Regions from separate parts of the Mus musculus genome. Here region 2 is linked to region 1. Evidence: chromatin contacts called from public Hi-C data. All regions are on one chromosome and are shown on one strand. Each heading gives the region's core, a stretch centred on a gene start, on an enhancer-like site or on the middle of the called end of the contact. The rest is flanking DNA. Distances are from core to core; before and after follow the strand shown.

Region 1 (3,624 bases), core at 522-3,021:
GGTCACCCATTCTTACTTGGGGGATAGAATGAGCAAAGCTGGAGAGTTGATGGCATGTCCACAGAACAGCATGAGACTACAGGCCTATGGTCACTTCATTTAGCTCTTTTTGCACCTTGGGTCTAGGCTCTCCTCAATCAACAATCCATCCCCCACAGATAAAGACCAGATAGATCCAAGTGAGCATTCAGAGCTCATGCAGGCAACACCTGTGGCTAGTGGGTGCAGGGCTAAATGGCTGCATTATTTCAACTTCTGCTTTCATCCTGTTTTGACTCATATCCAAACACATTGCCTCTGAAAGGTCACCTTTAGGCCTGACTTTCAGTAAGTTTATCAGTAAGCAAAGCAGCACATATGAACATAGCCAACCAGATGGAGCTGCAGGCTGGCTTGGAGGAAGGCCTACGAAGTTCTGCTGATGCATGGAAGCCAGGTCTGTGGGTCCTACCATCTACAGGTATGGATTTGATAGGTTACCTACTTGTATTTTATATTCTTTAAGGGTAAAATGACTCAGAAGTCAAATATCCTTCCACTTAAAGCCACCCCATGCTCCAGGAATGGGTTAGTGATATAGAAATGAGGACCTAAGCTAAGATCTGACTGGTACTTCATTTATAAGTTCTTGCAATGGCCCAAGAGTTTTTGTGTCATTGAATCTGTTAACTGGGCATAATTCCTTACTCCTGGCATATCCTCTCTCTGAGCACAGTCTACCCTGGGATTATGATGGAGTTCTTTTGTTTTTGTTTTTGTTTTTTAAAGACAGGGGAGGACTCTGACCACTACACTCAGTTAATCTGCTTGTTTCTCCTCTCACATCCCTGATGAGCTGGAGGACATTAGGCATGGCCTATGACATGCCCTCAGTTTCCTCGACTGCAAATTGAAGAGTGTGATAGTGATAATGTGGTTGGACTATTATAAAAATTAGGAGCTGCTTTGAAGGAATTTTCACGTGAGATGCTATTCTTATGTGATATGCATATGTATATCCAATGGCTCACATCATATGCATAAAGCTCTTAGAGCCATGTGTGGCACACCTCAGGCACCAAGCCACACTACAATTATCACTGTCATAAAAATGAGAACTGAGGAGACACCATGATGACCTGGCTAGTCAGCTCGTGATTGTCTTAGATATGAAAGCACAACTAGCACTGGCCTGGGATCTGCTAGCTTTAGGGGCGTAAGACCTTCCAGGGCCTGGTTGGAAACACAGCTCGCTGATATCCACCTTCCACCCGCCATCACAGTTCTGCTGGGCCTTCAGATTTACTTGTTTCCTTCCTCTCCTTACCTTGCTCAGTCCTGTTTTTCACGGGTATCAACTCTGCAAGGGCATGTTGACTGGGTGTGATTTGATTTGTACCTGGGCACAGTGGCATGGGTTCTGAGCACAGCTGGTTTGCATGGTCAATTCAGACATGAGGTGTCACTGTAGGTCACAGTAATGCAGATGGAAGAAACCAATCGGCAGGAGTGGGGGAGGGGACTATTACAGCAGAGTAACTAGGTTGTCTTTATTGGGTGGAAATGTGTTTCCCCAACATCCTGGGAGGCCCCCGGTTTTTAATTAATTCTGTGCTGTATGCATGTGGCCCTCCCTGAGGAGGTGTCTGAAGTTTGTGTGGACTGGAAAATTCACTATTTGCAATTCTGTGAGAAAGTTCCTGGGGTTGCCAGTTCCACTGCATTCATACTTGAGGGATGTTCACACTTGAGGGAAGCTCACACTTGAGGGATGGTTATATAGATACAATCTACTGAGGTTAGCAGACCTCAAGTGGATCTCAAAGTGTTCCCACCCTACAACCAGGTCACTGCTCTTTGCTCTACTGTGGTGGCACAAGATCAAGGTTAAGTCCCTTAGGAAAGCCATAGAAGACTGGGGGTACTTCCCCAAGGTCACACAGCTTCTAAAGGACACCACTTGGGGGTCTTTTTCCTCTGAAATGTACACTATTCCCAACAGATTGACTACTTCTTTATGACATTAGTTCCTAGGAATCACCCTGATGAAGAACATACATGCCCAGGCATTCACTGTCCTGGCATGCTGAAGAAGGAGCTCTTAAAGGCCAAGAGAATTCTTTTGTCTTGAGATTCATAGGGCAGAACCTCCTGCCCTGAGCTTTTTGTCACCCAGGCTATCAGAGGAAGCCTCAGCAATTCAGGCAATGCCTGATTCGAGTCAATTAGAGTAGCAGTGACCTGGCAACTTCTCCCTCATTCAAATAGGTATGTGAAGAAAGATGAAGTAGAATCAGACCTGACAACAGAGGAAGCTTTTCAGGGTGGGACAATTGTGCGACTATCTGGAGTATACCCTGGTACAGGCCGGAGAAATTTTTCTAAACCAGCAGTCAGAGGGAGACCCCTGAACCTCCTTCTCAGATGCAGCCTCTTGCCCACATAGTGGAAAAAGAAAAAATTTTACTTTATGTCAATTAGCATTTTAAAAGTAAAAGCAAATGGGCAAGTCTTTTGAGGTTTGTTTTCATTAGACTTGCTCAAGCATAAAGGCCCTTCTGCCCCAGACTGTATTCCTAAAATTCAGAGAGAGAGGAAGGGAGGGAGGGAGGGAGAGGTGGAGGGAGAAAGGAGGAGAGAGAAAGGGAGGAAGGGAGGAAAGTTGGAAGCCTATGCTTTTCATGTAGGAAAACTACAGTGTATACAGATAGACAAACCGGAAGTCATGAGCTGAGGAGCGCTGAACTCCCTCTGCCTCCTCTCAGAGGCCTTGCTCTCAGTTCATGGCTCTTTCAAGAACACATGCACACAGGATTTGAGATTTTAAACTTTACAGTGGCTCAAAACCTGTATGTACTCTGTCAAAGGAGCCTACCAGTCTCAGAGTTCCCTCTAAAGATGACAACACTTTCACACCGCCAAGTATCTAACCCTTCCAAATGTTCATTCTTAACTATTTGAAGCACAAAGTGAGGGAATGATACAATGTCACACAGGTACCCACTGCCCAGTTTTAACAAGAGCCACCACCCACAGTGGGCTATTACAGGACTGAGTTAAATATCTCTCTAGAGAAGTCAGACTTACCCTCACTGCTGGATAACGGCCTCTCCGAAGGTGGAGATGTGGATTTCATGCTATTCCCCATCTCTTTCTCTCCTTGAGCTGTGGAAGGTACTCGAAGCCTGCAGTACGAGAGACACACATGCAGAGTGAAGCACACCCAGAGCTCCCTGAGTGGAGAGTGACCTAGTTCAGAGCACATGGTGCATCATTTCTCAAGCAGCCTGCTTCTTAAAAGGGGGCTGTTTTTTATGTTAAGATGCAGTTCATGAGTGTTGGTGACAGAGGCACAGCTCAAATTCTTTTATCAAGGGGATGACAGACAAAAACCACAGAGAAGGAAGTTGCTAGCAAATGCTGTTGGTGGCAAAAGTTTCCATTCCTCCAACACTATTGCTGAGCAGAGAAGGGGGTGCTGGAGAAGTTGAGTAGTATCTTAGGTAGCCCCAAAGAAGCTGTGCTCACAGACTCCAGTCAATAGATCTCATGGCCCAGGAATTCAGGACAGACCACATTTAGAAGGTAAAGGGCATAGTGGTCTGAAGGGGTAGGGACAGGGAGCAGGCCATGATAGGACATTTT
Region 2 (3,357 bases), core at 300-2,799, 250 kb after region 1:
CATCACAACCCCATTTCTCTTTATATCAGTGCTTCTCAGCCTTCCAATGCTGCAACCCTTTAATATGGTTCCTTAGACTGTGGTGGCCCCAACCATAACATTATTTCATTATTACTTCGTACCTGTGTCCTGCCATTTGCCCCATAGCTAGAATGACTCCTACCAGTACTGAAAAATGCCCTGGTGGCCCGTCATCTTCCTGGCAACCAGGAGGACAGAGAGGGTCCAATCATGAAACCCCTGGACTCCCAGCAATGATACAGTTGTAGTAGATTTCAATCTCGAGGTTGCCACTTTACAGCTGCGTGTCTCTGATGAAATGAGTTCACCTCCCTTGAGTTCGGATCACCAGGAGGACGGGTGCTGAGGCAGGAGTACTCACTGACTTAGTGTGGTCCAGCATGAGCTGGGAATTGAAGCACACCACCAAGGTGATAGGATCCCAACCCTCAGCTTGTTTTGCCCCATCCCTGGCCTAAGCAAACTTCTCAACCCATCACTCGGAGGCTCAGAGACACAGTGCTCCAGAAAATAGTTATGTGGAAGCTGAGCCAGGGCCCTTGGGTGCAGGCTTTGTTTTGGAAACAACCGCCCTCAGGCTGGGAGGAGGGGACTGTGCCCCAAGTCTGACTCTGCGCCCCAGAACTCAGGTCCTCTGTGCCTGCCTCTGTAAATAAGGGTAGCGCAGGCTTGATAACCTGCCCCTCCCCAACCCTGGCTCGCTCTAAGTTGTTTCCCAGAAAAGCTAAATGTCAGGACCTAGAGCACCAACCCAAATTCAGCACCGTGTGTGTTTTTGTAGCTCCAGAGAGCTAGGAATGGTTTTTATACTTCTGAAAAAATAATTAAAAAAAAAAAAAGAATCAGAAGAATAATATTTTCTAACATTTGAAAAATGACAGAATTCAAATGTTAGTGTCCATAAATAGCGTTGTACTGGGATGCGGCCAGGAGCGCTCACTTACATGTTGTCTAGGGCAGCTCTCTGGCTCCCAACTCTCTGGCTTTTCCTGGAAAAAGCAGCTGCCTCTTGCCCTGGAGCCATTTCAGTAGAGCAGTTACCTGCATACAGGCCTATGGTGTGAGCTTCCTCGACCACCTCCCCTTGTGAACACAACACCTGAGAAAACAACTTAGGGAGGAGAGATTTATTTTGGCCCATGGTTTCAGGTTATTTAGTTTATGCTGAACCTCTGGGTGAGGGGGGAACTTCCTTACCTCTAGGCGGAGAGGAGGCAGGGAGAACAGCGCCAGGAGGGATCACCCCCAGAACACATCTTCTGCAACCAGTCAGGAAGTTTCATGCCCCACCCCCAAGCCAATAGATTATTTAAATTTCTAATCAATGAGCCTTCCTGGTGCAATCATTTCTGGATGAACACTCCCTCCCTGACGGGAGAGCTGTGCCTCACTAATCTTCTAGGATCTTACACTGACTAGGAAGAATAAACATTGCACCCTATTTCACAGGAAGTCACTTCTGAGAGCCGGTGGGGAGGGTTGACCTCAAAACAGGAGTCTTGTGGGAAGTGAGGGTAAACCCAGTACAGCCTCTAACATAATTACCTCACCAGATGGAGAGTGACTACAGGAAGTCAGGAATCTGCACCAGTGTAGTCTCTTTAATAACTGTAACCTTTCCGTTCATTGACAACTGCTGTTTAGCATGTCAGTATGGAGCCTTGGCTCTAAGGGACCAAAACCACTTGAATTCCTTATGCCTTATGGCAGTAACCATGCTAGAGACAGTTGGACAGACTGTCCACTGCATAACCTCTAGACATGCTACTTCTTTCACTGTTATCCATATCTGTATCAATAAGGATAATTTTCTACAGTAGGGTTTCCCAGTCCCCAAAGGCACAGAGTGGCCCTGGGTGACACTGCTTATTAGCCCTCCCCTCCAGTTTTGTAAAAGATAGATGTGGACCTTGGCACATAGTAGGCACTCAACTAAGTCAAGCTGAGAAAACGTAAGCATAAGCGTCTCTCTTGGACCTTACACTGGAGCATGAAGGGCTCGAGGGCAGTGTGCTCTCTGGTCCAGTCACTCACGTGACGTGACTGCAGGTATTCAGCTGAACAAAATAAACAACTCATTCGCAGCTTAAGCTCTTTGTCCCTTCCTTCTAAACAAGTCTTCATCATCACATGTCATGGGGACTTGGAGCTGGGCCAACACATTATTTATTGAATGCCATGATCTTTTCCTGCTCCCTTGCCACCTTTCTTGGATGTGCTTGTGGAATAGACTGTTCTAGAAAGAGTAACTTTTTTATTACCTCCAGCTGCTTGTTATCTGAGGTGCTACTTTCTGCAGGGACTGCTATTACACATGAAGATGGCTTAGCCCGGGCCTGTCACTGGTTACTCAAAGTTGTTTTTACCCCATTTTCCTCCTCCCTAGATGAGCGGTCTCATATTTTTTGTATCAGAGCCATCAGGACTCTTTCCTCTTTGGGGATTCGAGCCACAGACGTGGAGGAAGAGAAAGTTGGACAGAGAAGGAGAAGAAAGGCCTCATCCAACCCCGGTGCTGGGCCAGAGCAAACAGCTCTCAGCCTTGATCCTTGGGGACAGGCAGCTGCTTTATTCCAACAGGTGCAAGGAAGTATCAGGCCACAAGGCAGAATCAGGGTGGAGGTGGCTGTGGAGACAGATCCTGCAAGGCTTCCTGGGTTTCGGGGCCATAGGAAGCCCTGGGTTCCATTCTGGGGCTTGAATGGCTTTTTCTCTCAGAGAAAACAAATGCTGGCCTTGTTTGCAGATTTGTTTGTGTCTCTGCATCCCCCCAGGCCCTTTCTGCTCTCCTCCCCCAGGCTCAGCCTCAGGCAGGCCGCTGTGAGAGCCCAGGCTTCCAGAATTTCCGGAGCTTGCTCCTCAACTCAAACCAAATGCGCAGAGAGACCCTGGGGGCCAAAAGAAGAGAAAGGACTTTCCCTTTCCAGATGCAGACTGTCCTCGGCTCCCAGAGTTCTGGAGCTTCTACGTTTGACATTGCTACAGAAGCAGGTCCATGCCCTCCATTTCAGTGCAGTATTCAATAATTATGTGGGTGACTAAAAAAAAAAAAAAAAAAAAAAAAAAAAGGCTTTGTGCGAGGTGACTGCCTACCGAACGTGAATGCAAATTATTCTGAGTGAGGTTAAGCTGGGTGGGCCAGGTCCAACGACTGACTGCACGACTATCCAGGTACTTTGACCATACAAAAGGCGTGCCGGGAAGCTAATGCCATCATAAAGGGAAGATCTTACAAAAGAAAAACCTCTCCGCAGAGTAAGGCCAATGCTTAGGGTGCCAGCTTCGAGGCCAGGCACCATACTGGGCTTCACGGTTCTCAAAGCAGACATAATTCAT

What was found. A called contact is a pair of places that touch in the nucleus more often than the background predicts.
Region 2: a Hi-C map of the MNK3 cell line shows a contact between it and region 1, with 4 times the contacts expected there. The contact joins two enhancer-like sites. A contact is called at or near these places in 1 of 39 promoter capture datasets (the C10 cell line), 6 of 484 Hi-C or Micro-C datasets (LSK cells, the MNK3 cell line, Th1 cells and 3 more), 3 of 115 datasets of contacts at active chromatin or transcription factors (CD8 T cells, effector CD8 T cells and memory CD8 T cells) and 1 of 9 other capture datasets (adipose tissue).

Annotation. Positions count from the first base shown.
Region 1 is chr15:66,798,365-66,801,988 of GRCm38.p6, forward strand. All of the region lies in intron 41 of Tg (thyroglobulin), which reads left to right. It overlaps Sla (src-like adaptor), which reads right to left. Exons shown (of 9, transcript NM_009192.3): 3 at 3,067-3,164. The coding sequence starts at 3,127. Among named protein-coding and RNA genes, the nearest start is that of Sla, 32 kb to the right of the region's middle. Within about 2 kb of position 1,772, at least 17 of the 459 cell types and tissues checked have an H3K27ac peak or open chromatin away from gene starts, as enhancers often do. A contact at or near this core is called in CD8 T cells, the MNK3 cell line, effector CD8 T cells and 1 more, where this site is marked.
Region 2 is chr15:67,044,017-67,047,373 of GRCm38.p6, forward strand. No RefSeq gene overlaps it. Among named protein-coding and RNA genes, the nearest start is that of Gm31342, 6.1 kb to the left of the region's middle. Within about 2 kb of position 1,550, at least 73 of the 459 cell types and tissues checked have an H3K27ac peak or open chromatin away from gene starts, as enhancers often do. A contact at or near this core is called in CD8 T cells, the MNK3 cell line, effector CD8 T cells and 1 more, where this site is marked.